2 separate regions of the Sus scrofa genome follow, and region 2 is linked to region 1. Evidence: chromatin contacts called from public Hi-C data. All regions are on one chromosome and are shown on one strand. Each heading gives the region's core, a stretch centred on a gene start, on an enhancer-like site or on the middle of the called end of the contact. The rest is flanking DNA. Distances are from core to core; before and after follow the strand shown.

Region 1 (2,700 bases), core at 97-2,596:
GAGAAGCGATCTCCAGAAGGACCAGTTGAACTCCATCAGAGACCAGGTCGCCTATGAAATGTAGCATGTGACCGGCCTGTGCTGCCTGGAGACGGTTCCCATAGCTGGCCAGGGCCCCGGAGCCTGCACCCAGGGGCAGAGCCTGCCCTTACTCACGCTCCGCTCCAGTGTCTTGGGAGTTGTGCGGCGACTCCGGCCCAGGAAAGGGGAAGGAGGACCAGGCAGCTGGGTGCTGGCCTGGCTGTTGGCGTGTAGGGCTTCGTGATGCAGTTCTTGGAATGTTTCCGTGACTGTGTGACCAAGGCAGCACCTAGCAGCGGGCCAGGCACAGAACGGGTGCTCTACTAGTAATGATGAGTTCTTGGGTGGACCCGGACGCCTGAGTTCTGGAGCTTGCTGTGTTGCAACATGTCCTTTCCGTACATCTCTCGCCTTCTCAGGGGAAGTATGTTTGCTCGGAAGTGGCCATGGGTGCAGACTGGATGCGTAGCCTTGGCGATGTCACAGGGTTATCGGCTGTTCCTTTCACATTCCAGACCCTGGAGAGTGTTAACGGTTTCAGGAAAGGAGCTTTGTGGCTGAGGCGTCAGTTACCAGTTCCCTTGAAGTGACTCCGTCACCTCTTAAGTTGGTATCTGTTAAAAAAAAAAAAAAAAAGCGACTTCTCAGAATTATCAGCACATTTATCAAGTGCCAACTGCACGTAAAGCCCTGTGTTAAGCACCTTAGGGGTTGTCGGTGGGGCGGGTAAGCGCTGTTCTCCTGACTGAGCTGGATGGGGACGCGCCTGGGTCTTTCGGGAGGAGCGGGGCCTCTGCATCGCACCGCCGCCTGTTTCTCCGTCTCCGTCCCAGAACCCTCTTTCTGGGTCTTTCTCCCTTTCACACGTCACTCATCCCTTCCCAGGATTCCTTGCAAATTGATTTACAGGGGTTTTGCTGGAAAGCATCAGCTCTGTTTCATGACAATCGGCGTGGAAATCTCCTAGGAAGACCATGAACAGGGGCCATAAGGACATGAGCTCCTGCATCTCATGTGACCTCAGGGACAGGCACTTGAGGGCTGGAGGTCTTCCAGTGACTCATACCCGGTGAATCTGAGGACAGCTTCTTGCTGGGGAAAAGGTTAGGGTTCTTTCTCTTTCTCTGAAATCTGGGATAAATAGGTATGACCGTAGCTTCCTATTAAATCCCCTGGCCTCAGCAGGGCCCAGGGGCTCCTCTGTCCAGCCTCCTCTCTGAAAAACTCCTTTCTCCTCCTTCATAAAGGCCACACCTCAGGGCAGAGGAACATGGGGAGGGTGGAACTGGCCAAAGCCGCCTGGTGGAGCTACTCGGTTGATTCATATCCTTTTTCCTCTCTGGAGACCCGTTTCCTGATCTCTGAGACGGCTTCTGAGCTGGCAGCTTACTCAGAGACCTGAACCGGTGGAGGGGTGACACTTTTCATTTCCCTGAGACGCTCTCTGACTTTGCTTTCCCCGCCCCCACATCCCTCTCACCTGCACCCCCCAAACCTGGAACCTGGGAAACTTCTGTATCTGGATTCCGAATTGTGCCTTTATTAGCACCCCAGGCTTGGTGCTCTCTGCCCACCCCCCACCCCGCCCCTCAGCTTCCTGGTCACTAAATTCAGTGTCGGAACCTGAGTGTGTAAAGAGGAACTCGGCAGCCTCAGTTTAAGGGGATTTTGCCAGGATGGTGCAATCTTCGGCTTCTGGCGAGGTGGCCACAACCGCAGTTGGGGAAGAGGCGCAGGCTCTGCAAGAAGCATTCAGGACCCATCTACAGCCTGAATTTCATTCTGAGATGGAGGGGATCCGGAAGGGTTGCTCTTCCAGCCAATTATATCAAGTCATCGGACTCCAAAGGTTCTTTCTGTTCCTTTATTGTATTTGGGTTCAGAGTCCCCGTCTGGGTTTGTATTATATCTGGCAAAGGACCTGGGTTCTCATTTTTCTTCTTGGGCTGAGGCTGTAGATCTTGGAAACTCCTAGGAGAGCATTTTGCTCCTACCAAGGATCAGATACCACAGCCTTAAATAATGGATTTTGTTTCACTGTGGCCTGGGCAGAGCTCTTTGCTGCTGCCTCTTGCCCTGCTCATGTGCGGTGATGATACATGGGGCATTTCCAGGAGGGAGATGAACCCTGGATCCCCCCAATGGGCCTCTTCTCCTTGATAAACCCACTTGCTTGTTTCTATTTCTGATTGGCCTTGCTTCCCTTCCTTGCACCAGCAAATTCCCGGTGTTCACCCAGGCGACTTGTAGAGGCCTGCTTGGGGTCCTAGGTGAGCTGTGTCCTCCAAGCTTCTATGGCTCCCCCATCGCCTGCAATATTCAGTGCATGACCACTGTCATCCCAGAAGGCTTCTGAGGGGAGGATGAGTGCTCTGGCCCTGGAGGCTGGGTCCCTCTGCTCTCCCAGGTGTGCTGCCATGGGCTTTGGGAGGGGGAGGCTGCTTCCCAGGCCTCTCCCAAGGGGGCATCTAGGCGGTCCCGAATCTTTTCCTACCTCACAGGGATGTTGTGAGACTTTAGAAGGGATGAGGACAAAGGCCCCTGGAGCTCTTTGTAGAAAAGGCAGAAGAAAGGTCAAGTGTGGTCTATGCAAAGATGAAATATGGCCTGCTGATGCCGCAGACAAGCACATGCTCTCTGGGCCTTTCTTGGGCCCCGTGCCAGCCACAGCGCCAGCCA
Region 2 (2,700 bases), core at 192-2,691, 85 kb before region 1:
TACAGATTTAATGTGATCCCTAACAAAATATCTGTAACATTTTTCACAGAACTAGGACAAATAATTCTAAAATGTATATGGAAACACAAAAGACCCAAATAGCCAAAGCAATCCTGAAAAAGAACAAGGCTGGAGCGATTATGCTCCCTAAATTCAAACTATACTACAAAGCTATGGTAATCAAAACAGTATGGTACTGGAGTTCCCATCATGGCATGGTGGTTAACAAATCCGACTAGGAAACATGAGGTTGCGGGTTCGATCCCTGGCCTTGCTCAATGGGTTAAGGATCTGGCATTGCCATGAGCTGTGGTGTAGGTTGCAGATGTTGCTCAGATCTGGAGTTGCTATGGCTGTGGCATAGGCCAGGAGCTGTAGCTCCCATTCTACCCATAGCCTGGGGACCTACATATGCCGTGGGTGCAGGCCTAAAACAACAACAACAACAACAATCCTCTACTTCGTGAATAGAAAAAATAAAATAAGCCCCTCACCTCCACCCCTAAAGCAAGATTCAGGCAAAAATCAAACAGGGATTGGTCTATCATATTTACAAATTCCATGATCTCTAAATGTCAAACAATCCAAATATTCTCAGCAGTTTGTATTCCCTAATGACCTTAGTCTGTCCGTCTCTCTCCGCCCAGCCGCCAAGTAAAAAACAGAAACAAATGGCCCTTGAAAACTCTGACTGTTGGTCTCACTTTCTCCAAAAAATCTGCTAAACCACTACCTTTGAAAACTCAATGCATACTATGTACCAGAAGCATTTCACTTATTACACTCCATTTAATCCTCGCCAGGACCTCCAGAGTTAAAATTTACCTTTTCTCCAATAGTACAGACACAAACATTGAGGCTTAGAGTAGTTAGGTAATTTGTCTGAAGATACCAGCTAGTAAGTAGTGAGCTAGAATTCTAACATAGGCAATTTGACCCCATGATCTAGGATCCTGCTTCAAAGTCACACTGAAATACAAAATTCTGAACAGCATCTTGTAATCTTTGAAAGTTCTGTAGAACTACCATTTTTTCCATAAAATAAAAAACTGTGTGAGAACACTGAAAATAAAAAAAAACAATTGCATGCATATCACTGAAATGCGTTCAGTGTTTTTCAAGCCTTTCGCAACTAACTAGATTGCCCCTTAAGTTGTTTTCGTATTTCCTAAGAATTTAAACTCTTGCTTAAGTGTGTTTTTGGTTTGGTTTGGTTTTTTGTTTGGTTGCTTTTTTTGTTTTTTTTGTTTTGTTTTGTTTTTTGTTTTTTTGTTTTTTGTTTTTTTGCTTTTTTTGCTTTTTAGGGCCATGCCAGCAGCACATGGAAGTTCCCAGGCTAGGGGCTGAACTGGAGCTACAGTTGCCAGCCACAGCCACAGCCACAGAAAGAGAAGATACCAGTCACATCTGTGACCTACACTGCAGCTCACAGCAATGCCAGATCCTTAACCCACTGAGTGAGGCCAGGGATCAAACCCACATCCTCATAGATTTCCACTGCACCACAGTGGAAAGTGTGGAAAAGTGGTCCTTTTTAAGTGTTTATTCAGAGTATAGAAGTAATGAGCTGACCCTTTATTATATAACAAGTTTGTCAAGATTATCAAATTCAAGGAAAGTAAATAGTAAGTAAACATTTTCACACTCTGAAGAAAGGGGAAGATAACTAAAGGTCAATGAAGAAGACTTTAAATCAGGTTCTTAAATCTTTCCTTCTCAAAAGGACAAAGGTTTTATTCTAAAGTCAGCTAAGGATATAAGCCAGTACCCCAATCTGGAGGTCCTATAGAAAGACATCAGGAAAAGTATAAGAAAAATTTTATAGCCACCTGAGATACATGAACAAGTTTTCCTGCTTAGAAAAAGGACCTAAGAATTTGAATAGCATAGAACTCATGCCCCTAAACAGACAACTATGTGTTCTTAATTTCCCACAAAGTACCAAGGGCACTATGCTTTCATTAATTTTAGTTGTAGTCAAGGGTTTAAAAGCTTAACAACTGTTTCATGTGAAGGTGTATAGTAATGAGTACAACTTATTATGAATGTGTGGCAACAACTAACATTCAAGAAATAACATATAGCTTCCTGAAATATATTTTTGGTACATGCATAAATTGTTAGCATATATTACAACATATGTAGGATTCTTAAAAAAAAAAAAAAGCCAAATGAAGTGAATTGATGATAAAGATTGATGTTGTATATAAATTGTGAAAACATAAAGATTCACTGTGAAGAGGAATAGCCCTTCTACATTTCAACATGGTTTAAGCGTTGGAGGGTGAATACTAGGAACAGCAGTAGATATCGAAATGAAAAGGAAGCATGAGAGCAGCTATGCTGAACAAAAGAGTAAACCTGAAAGGAACAAAAGGAATCAGTTTAGTACAACACAAGTGGTAATATGTCAAATGCAAAGCAGATATATGCAAAAATTCTCAACAAAATTTTAGCAAACCAAATCCAGCAACATATAAAAAAGATTACATACCATGACCAAGTGGGATTCACCCCAAGTTCACAAGGATGGTTCAACATATGCAAATCAATCAACTTCATTACCACATTAGCGAAAGAAAAGTCAAAAACCATACAATCATCTCAATAGATGCAGAAAAAGAATTTGACAAAATCCAACATCCACTCATGATAAAAACTCTTACCAAAGTGGGTATAGAGGGAACATATTAAAGCCAT

What was found. Hi-C and Micro-C count contacts between places; a contact is called where the count stands out from the background.
Region 2: a Hi-C map of retroperitoneal adipose tissue shows a contact between it and region 1, with 1.9 times the contacts expected there. The contact joins two enhancer-like sites. A contact is called at or near these places in 10 of 47 Hi-C or Micro-C datasets (alveolar macrophages, fetal skeletal muscle, heart right ventricle and 6 more) and 2 of 2 datasets of contacts at active chromatin or transcription factors (alveolar macrophages and skeletal muscle).

Annotation. Positions count from the first base shown.
Region 1 is chr9:20,712,952-20,715,651 of Sscrofa11.1, reverse strand. It overlaps FZD4 (frizzled-4), which reads left to right. Exons shown (of 3, transcript XM_005667210.3): 3 at 1-657. Among named protein-coding and RNA genes, the nearest start is that of FZD4, 7.2 kb to the left of the region's middle. Within about 2 kb of position 1,346, at least 28 of the 83 cell types and tissues checked have an H3K27ac peak or open chromatin away from gene starts, as enhancers often do. A contact at or near this core is called in retroperitoneal adipose tissue, where this site is marked.
Region 2 is chr9:20,797,697-20,800,396 of Sscrofa11.1, reverse strand. All of the region lies in intron 3 of TMEM135 (transmembrane protein 135), which reads right to left. Among named protein-coding and RNA genes, the nearest start is that of TMEM135, 58 kb to the right of the region's middle. Within about 2 kb of position 1,441, at least 1 of the 83 cell types and tissues checked has an H3K27ac peak or open chromatin away from gene starts, as enhancers often do. A contact at or near this core is called in retroperitoneal adipose tissue, where this site is marked.